3 separate regions of the Anas platyrhynchos genome follow, and regions 1 and 2 are each linked to region 3. A link is a contact called in public Hi-C data. All regions are on one chromosome and are shown on one strand. The core of a region is the stretch at or near the end of the contact, and the rest is flanking DNA. Distances in the headings are between cores, read along the strand shown.

The links. A called contact is a pair of places that touch in the nucleus more often than the background predicts.
Region 1: a contact with region 3 is called in a Hi-C map of small yellow follicle, with 3 times the contacts expected there. The contact joins two enhancer-like sites. A contact is called at or near these places in 4 of 8 Hi-C or Micro-C datasets (skeletal muscle, small yellow follicle and subcutaneous adipose tissue).
Region 2: a contact with region 3 is called in a Hi-C map of small yellow follicle, with 2.4 times the contacts expected there. The contact joins two enhancer-like sites. A contact is called at or near these places in 2 of 8 Hi-C or Micro-C datasets (small yellow follicle and subcutaneous adipose tissue).

Annotation. Positions count from the first base shown.
Region 1 is chr4:69,022,278-69,025,132 of IASCAAS_PekinDuck_T2T, forward strand. All of the region lies in intron 7 of ACOX3 (acyl-CoA oxidase 3, pristanoyl), which reads right to left. Among named protein-coding and RNA genes, the nearest start is that of ACOX3, 13 kb to the right of the region's middle. Within about 2 kb of position 1,329, at least 2 of the 8 cell types and tissues checked have an H3K27ac peak or open chromatin away from gene starts, as enhancers often do. A contact at or near this core is called in small yellow follicle, where this site is marked.
Region 2 is chr4:68,998,944-69,001,783 of IASCAAS_PekinDuck_T2T, forward strand. ACOX3 (acyl-CoA oxidase 3, pristanoyl) reads right to left here. Exons shown (of 18, transcript XM_038178270.2): 18 at 296-2,840. Among named protein-coding and RNA genes, the nearest start is that of ACOX3, 36 kb to the right of the region's middle. Within about 2 kb of position 1,533, at least 3 of the 8 cell types and tissues checked have an H3K27ac peak or open chromatin away from gene starts, as enhancers often do. A contact at or near this core is called in small yellow follicle, where this site is marked.
Region 3 is chr4:68,897,689-68,900,435 of IASCAAS_PekinDuck_T2T, forward strand. No RefSeq gene overlaps it. Among named protein-coding and RNA genes, the nearest start is that of HTRA3, 21 kb to the right of the region's middle. Within about 2 kb of position 1,258, at least 3 of the 8 cell types and tissues checked have an H3K27ac peak or open chromatin away from gene starts, as enhancers often do. A contact at or near this core is called in small yellow follicle, where this site is marked.

The DNA of each region.
Region 1 (2,855 bases), core at 79-2,578, 120 kb after region 3:
TCTTATAAGTTAAGTGCCAGTCAGGCAAGGAGTTCCGGATGGTTAGACCCCTGCAAAAGTCAAGGGCAGACAAAGATCTGCTAAGGAAAAAAAAAAAAAAAAAAAAAAAAAAAAAAAAAGGCTGTCTGAAATACACTACAGATGTGAGGCCCAGTTTCTGCAGGTGATAAAACAACTTTGTGATCAGATCTGAATCTGCCTTTCCCCATTAGTATCATCAGTGCCTGTCATTGTGACAGTCATCACAATGTGGCTAACGTGGCTAAACTGGCTGTGGCTACGCTGTTGTTGTGTAATTGCAAGTGATAAAAATGAGAAGGGGATAATGCATTTAGCTCTTTAGCGATGTGACCACATCTTAGCCATATATGCAGCATTATATGTCTCACCTTGACCATAGAAACTAAGTGGAGAGGGTGAAACAGGGAAATATCAGTGAAGCCACTGCAAAATCACTGTTTTGACTTAAATTGCAAATATACAAGACATGCCTTACAAAATATTACTCACAAGGACTGACGGTAGTGTATTCAGGTAACTTAAGTTCATGTACAGGTATTTTAGCCATTATTTGTATTTTATAGCTGCTTCATCCGTTCTCTTCAGACACTTGTTTGTGGCTCTGGTCAGTGGCTCAAGGACAATCAAAACCTCAAACAGGCACGAGCTTGTTCTTTCTAGAGAAGCACAACTGATACTTGCTTTTTTATTTACATCCCTATACTGTCACTTTCCCTGTACCGGAACAGCCTCTACTGTGGCCTTGCAGTGAACCAGACCTGACAAATCATCTGCTTGAAAATAGACTTTTCTTTTTTTTTGAAGAGATTAGTTTTCAGACAGTTCCTGTTCCCTAGCTGAGTCCACTGCACAGCACAAATGTTTGTCCCAGCACAATGAAAAAGGCAGTGTGGGAGTAGAAACACAACAACCAAAGGAGCATAGTGTGCAACTTATCTTCAGCAACTACTGCTTTGGATTGTAAAATGAAGCTCCAAGAGACTACTTAGGCTCCAAAATGAACTTCAGCTCCAACCTTCCAAGTGAAATAACTGCAAACACTGGGAAATCTAAGATTTAAAGGCATAAATTCTGGGAGACAAAAATCCTTTGAAGGACTAGGCTTTCATTTGGTCTACACTCCACATCAGCAGTAGCAGAATCTTAATTTATTGTGTGTTTGTTAGTATTTCAATTTCATTGCCAGTAATTGATTAAAATTCTGCTACTGCTACAGCTACCGATAAATAAATTAGCTAAACATTTAAATGACATAATACAAAGGACTTGAATTTGTATGATGTATGAAATCTCTAGCATGCAAGGAGCATAGCAGTGAGGGCTTTCAGAACCCTCAGTCTCTTACCAGGAGGGCTACTTTTACAGGACTTACTGCTTTTCTGCCCAACAAACCCCCTTTACCCATTCCTCTTGGGTTTTGTGTTTAGTTTTCAGCATTCAGAACACTGAATCTAGCTTTGTTGTTACAGAACACATTGAATGTCACAGCAGGTTGTATGTGCAAAGATCACATGTTAACTGTATATGAAAGGTTTTTAAACCTGCTAGTAAAAAACCCTTTGGTTTTCTGAAGTCCATCATTAAATTAGACACCACTAACAATTCCTGTTCACCCAGAATACCCTTTTTTCCCCTACAAACAATTCAGTTCAAATAAACAGTTTTCTCTTTGGCAGTGGTCTGCTGTATTGTTGATAGCTTAATTTCACTAGTTCTTCCCTTATCGTAGGTTTTGTCTGCTCAACAGACCGTATCCACACTACCAGTAGATACAGCTGAATGAACTCCGAGCACATTTTATAAAGACAGGCATGTTCAGCACTATTTAAGAAACACAATTAAAACTAATTTTCAAACTCTTTCCAACATAAATTCAGGTGGGCATGTTTTCTTTTTCTGAACTGGAAAAGCAGCAGTTTACTCTTAGTTACAACAGGATATGAAATTGTTTCACTACTGATTTGGTGGCAATCATTTACTGAGGTGCACTGCATAATGGGAAGGTTTGGTAATGTTACATTACCCAGAGTAGACAAAAAACAAAACAAAACCAAGACAAAGGGGAAAAACAGAAATGGCCATCAGCAATCAACAAAGCTCTTGTTTTATGTTTCTCAACTTCTGTACGTGCCATGCATGTTACTGAAAAGCCCCTGGATCCTAAATACACTTTTTTCTTTTTTTTTTTTTTTAGTGCTTGTTTTTTTTCCCCTGATATTTCAATTTTGGGACCACAGTGAACAGCGTATTTCACAGAGTACTAGACTACTAGCAACAGGTGGACATTTTTGTATTATAAAGACTGAAGCACTTGCATCCCCTAGTGGCAGCCCGATTTATTTTTTGGAGTCTAAATTTAACGTAAGAAAAAATGTAGTTCTATCTTTAATCATGTATGTATTTATTACACCAAATTTTGTGAATGACAAAAAGAAAGGAAGATAATTTAAAATACTTTGAAGTGATTTTTTTTTTAAATGTTATTCTAGTTAAATAACATTCTAGTTAAGAAGTTATGAGAATTATTTAGAAAGACAGACTCTGAAGGAGCAGGTTAGTCAGTTGAATTCACACCACAAAAATTCCCACATTATTTCTGCACCTCTTACTGAAAACATTACACTTTGCATTAGAATGTATCAGTCAAACTTCAGCCAAATGACAGAGGAGATTAATCTTCTAAAACCAAAAGGGACTGTTACAATCACCTTCTCTGTTCTCTTACATAGCATAAATCAATTACAATGTTCTCTGTTCTCTTACATGGCATAAATCAATTACAATGTCCAAGCAAACTAGATTTTTTTCTCCATGCCCTACAAATATGCTCATGA
Region 2 (2,840 bases), core at 283-2,782, 100 kb after region 3:
TCTGCTTATGGTGCTCCTTAGGCCAGTGAACCGAGCTAAAATGATCCGGAGCCTTACTCTGACCTCGGGCTAATGAGAATTGGGAACAACAAAACAGTACCAAGACCCATGGAGTTACAGGGCTCCGAGAGGAAACACGGGCCCTGGGATGTTCACGTTGTTGCATATGAGACAGAATGGTCACGCTGACAGCAGTGTGTGCTAGCATTAAATCACCACTCAGGTCTGAAAACACATTATGTCAGTAAGGAAAATACATGAATAAAAGCAAACAGAAGAGAAACTTGCTACTCTGCAGAATTCATGGTAAAACATTTATTATAGTGGGAAAGAGGTTTACAGACAGAAATGGAAGAGCATGAGTCTACGGCTTAGTGCAGAAAATAAGCACCTCTGGGAAAGCCATATCCCCAGATCTGCAGCTGTAAAGCTGGTAGGGCTTCCATCTGACTCCCTGTTCCTTTCTTCTGACACCATCACTCCTACAAAAGGTGATGTGAAATATCCATGTATGTATCTTGCCACAGCAGCAAAGGAGGTGTGTGCATTCAGTGTCTTAATGCATGAATTATTAAATTATTAAAACATGAATATTATTTTTTTTTCTTATATAAAAAAGCTTTTTTGCTTTAATTGACTCACATCAGCAGAAATATCACATCACAGAGGAAAGCAGTTTGAAATACCGTCGGTGGGGACGCAGCCTGACAAAATCTCAAAGAAGAAAAATGCCATTACTTAGGAGACAAGCCACTCTGGGCACAGTGAAATCTTGTTGATCAGGGCTCGTGCAAACATCTACTTGAATTCAAGTTTCTGGTGACAGACTTAGCTGCCTTCATGTGGCAGCTCGAAAGGACAGATTCCCATGGCCAAATTGTTTTGGGTTGAAGCTATTTGACAGCCTCTGACCCAGCTCTCTGCCCAAGTTAAAATGTCACATCCAACCTTATTTGGCTTTTGAACTGGGAAGGAAATGACTTTTCTGTTCAGCCAGAAGTTTCTTTTATTTAATGTCCTGTGAAGAGGAACAAACTGCATATAACAATGACATCTTGTGGTAAGTGTTGAATTATTGACCTATGATTTAGTAGAGGACTGGATGCCAAATTTCATTACATCTTTCTCCCTCCATGCTACTCTGCATACAGCTTCTGGCCTTCTGACACACTGGATATAGAAGTCCTCTAGAACCTCTGGCTTGTTACTGACTTAAGAGGAAAATGATTTTGCTTACTTGGTTGTGTTGTTCTGGCTTAATACACAGAGCAGAACTTCATAGTAGTAACTGATTAAGGAATGCTTATCCAGATATTCATACATAAATTATTAAGGCTTTGGTAATCGTTGAGTGCAGAATGCCTTGGAGCTACATAGTGAGCCTGCTGCACTGTGGCTCTGCAGAGTGTGAGAGTAAATGGAGATAGCCTCTGTTGGCAGCACAGAAAGCCCAACAGCTGCTGAACACCTGGCACGGAGTGTGCGAAGTCTTGGTGAGCAGCCACCATCGCCCCCTTGGATGGGGTACAGAGATGTTGGGTGTCACAAACTCCCTACGGCCCCCTTTATGTCTGCTTCATTTTTACTTGCTCCAGCTTTGGCACTTTGTTATCCAAGGTGTGGTAAAATGTGTAGGTGGCCAACTCCTCCCATGACTGTATGGGTATTCAAAGATCCCACGAAGCTCTAAACTTGGAGCAAGCCGCATGAAAGACTTGCACAGTCCATAAGCATGTCATTTTACTGGGTATCCAATTCTGCCTGCCCATAATCATATGCTTGCTGGCAGACTCTGCAGTGCTTGTTTTAGTCAAAGTTAGGAGGTTTTCAGTACAAACATCACATTTCCCCGTCAGTTTGTAGTCCTTATCAGCACGGAGGAGCTCAGCTTTTATCAGGGATTTTGAATGTTGACTTAATAGTAGCCATAAATAAGATTAGCTGGAACTGTTTAGGGATATATTTCTACAGAAGTGATAGGATTATGTTTTTCCTGTCATGTTTGGTAGATAACTTTGGGGCTCACTGTGTCTTCAGTTTGGTTCTAATGCAACACAGCTGATTTTTCTGGAGTTTTTTTGGAAGAAAAAAAATGTGCAAAACTCTCTTTTTCTTCTGGGCTGCAAAGGTCTCACAAATAAACTTCTAGTATATATGCAAGATATAAATACAGCTCTGCTATGTTTCTTCTTCCTAGGTGTGGAAAGAGGTAGGAAAAGACTGCACCACTCACGAAGAGCTGAGAGGTGATGGTGAAATCCCACATATGTAAGACAGTTAAGACATAATGCTGCTGTGATCAGTTGGTAGTAGTGAATGAGGAGTGGCAGATCAGTGCTGCTGCTTGCTCCATTTTGTGCAGAGGGGCATCTCTTCTCCCTCTTGCCCCTTTTGATACCAACAATCCTGGTGTTCATACCAGATATCAGGCACAACGTGCTCTACCTACTTCCATCAGGTCTGCACACATGCAAGTAGTAGACAGCTGCTGGATTCCCCAGTGATACAGAAAATAGATTAAGTTAATTATGTGACTATAATTCTATAATATCTAATCTAGCTGTAGTGATCTAATATTTTCCATGGGATGATGCCACCTATTGGACATCCTTAAAAGAAGCAAAACAGTTCAAAGAAAATTAATACTGATTTGTTTATCAGCAAAGATGGCTAAACTTTTGACTGTTTCATACAGTTCAATAGCTAGACAAAGAGCTTGCGTTGGAACATCCTGAACTGTGGTACTTCGTTAGAGAAGAAGAAAGAATAGAGACAGGAGAAGAAAGAATAGTTCCAATGGAACTACACAAAATATTTTTGTTTGTTTTTAACAAAGTATG
Region 3 (2,747 bases), core at 8-2,507:
ACTTTATAAATGAAAGGGATTTCAAACAGGGCCCTGCATAGCAAAATTTGGGGACCTGTTTAAATGATTTGAAGAAATCTGGATGTCTATAATTTGCTGAAGATGGAAAAGAGGAAAGAGTAAAATGCACTGTTGAGGGTGGTAATGCAAAAATGGCAAACTTCAAATCAGTGGATGTGTCACAGACAACAAAGGAAATTACTTTCTGTCCAGTGAGACCTTGGACGAAGAACTCTGTCTAGTTTAGGCACAACACAACACATGAAAGATGTTGACAAATTAGAGTACAAAGAGGAACAATAAGACTGATAGAAAGTTTAGAAAATATGAACTTTGAAGACGGGTTGAAGGAGCTATGTTTGTTTAGTCTAGAGCAGGCTGAGGGTAGATATAACAGTCTTCACAATGCCTTTTGTAAAGAAGATAGCTCTTCTCATCTGCAAGGGAAAGAAAAATAAGATTTATATTGTGTATTTTCATAATAGTAGGGTAATGAAGCACCAGAATCTGTTATGGAAGGAGAATCTCCTTCACTGCAGCTTTTTAAAAACATTAGATAAATATCTTTTGCTATATGGTATCCTAATTATGTTCATTTCTGCCTCTGTGCACCAGGGCTTCACTGGGTTCTTGGTGATCCCTTGAACTTGCATGCTTTCAAGATTTCATTTGACATAATAGAATGGTGTAAGCTATGAAGGGATGAAAAGACATCCATCTGTAAATGTCACAGAGCAAAGTGGATATAAACCAAGGGAGATGGTGATTCAGACTCTTTCATGTCTAGCACTCCAACCACTAAGTAAAAGGGCATTATATGATTTGGTTGTGTTCTGTTGGGACAAACCATGCTTAGATCACTGGAGTGAGAGGTAGGGGAAACCTGTTTTCTGACAATTTTGTAAGAGTACAGCTGCTTCTTTGGCACTGTCAGTGCTGATGTGTATGTGACCAGTGCCAAAACCGTAAGCGTACATGGGATTTAATCAGGCTGAAGTGTTGAGAAGAGATTTTGAATGGCGGCTATACCAAAACACAGGATAGATGCTTAGTAAGGAATCCCATATCCTACAGTGACTGAATGGGCTTTGGTCTACCCAAGCTAAACAATATAAAATCTTTTTGGAAGATTTAGCTTTTTCATTGTATTATTACTGCAATTTTGCTGAGCTCAGACAAGCCTAGTGCTTCTGAATGAAATGAGATATGACAGCAGAAGAGACAGACACTATTTCCTTATCTGCACAAGCACAGTATGAACCACAGTGGCAATACTACTGCTAAAAGATTTTTCTCAGTTTTGAGAGAGGATAGTTTAGTCTTCAGCCTGAAGCAGAAACAATTACTTACAGAGACTGATGATTCTGATAAGGATGTCTGTCCACTAGGAAGTGAGATTGAAAGGAGTGCAGGCTAACAAACAGTTGTGACTAACATCTCAGACAGAATTTAAATCCAATATTTAGAAAAGAAATCTAACATCCACTGCCTGTTACTGGTCTGTTCAGCAATTCATTTCCTTTCTAAAACAATTTTTATAAGCAGAATTGTGTTATACACACAGTTTTATTTCAACAGAAGTAACGCTCTAATTTTAACTGAAAAATGCAACTACTTCCTGATTTTTACAGTACTTTTCAGGAAGAATCAGATTCAACAGTGAGTCAAACATGACACAAGCTCATCCGGTAATCTTTCTTGTTACGTATTTCTGCTGGCTCACATCTCTTTTCCATCTGTCAGACCTCAATGACAATAATTCAAAATGCTAAAGTATGGGCTACATGGATGAATGAGTATGTCAGATACTAGACACCTGACATCAAAGCTCTGGCCCTCCAAACTCCTGCTTATGACCTGCGTAAAGCATTCTGAAGTCCATAAATGCTTATGATTTTGGCCATTACATTCTGTTGACTAGATATTCTTCTTGTGATACAACTATAGCTACTGTATCACAGGAAGCTCAAAACTTCTCTATCATTTAAGTTCCTTCTCTATCATTTAAGCATGCTAACAAGACATTCTTTGGCTTATTTTGTTTGACATCTCAATCAAGAAAACAGCTTCAAACTTTCTTAATAAGTCATTATTTCCAAAAAGAATAGCTGAAAGATGTTTCTCATCCTAAACATGAGGCACTGGTACTTTTGGGGAAGAACCGGTAGAAAATGGGGCAACTATGCCCCCAGTAGACCAATAAGACTGTGAAATCACATGGAATCTCTGTGGCTTAATGGTTTGGGTACTCCTTTAGCATAAACTTATAGGCACCACTGCTAAATATCTGTACTTATCCTAAAGTCCCAGATAAATATATGTGGGCTTTGCAGTTCCAGAAGAAGGTTCTTATTGGAAGAAAAGTCTTGTTTTGGAAGAGGAAGGACACCACTAAAACAGTGGGGTAATTACCCTATTCCTCCCTTTGCTGTGTCTCAGCTGCATTAAAACTACAATGACCCCAGTGCTGTAAACTTCCATTACACCTCCAACTGGCGTTGTTGATTTACCTAGATTGGCCTTTCAGCTTTGGATACTGTGGTTTGATGCTGATGAAAACTCAAGCAAACACTCTAAACACTGAATGATGACTGCTTTTTTCAGTGGTTGTGGTATTACACCAGTAACACTGTGAAGTTTACAAAGATTAAATCAACCATTCCATAGTATCAAATCCATAATAGGAGCAATACATTGTCTTCATCAAAATATACATCCAAAAATCTAGACTAGTCACAGCTTTCTTG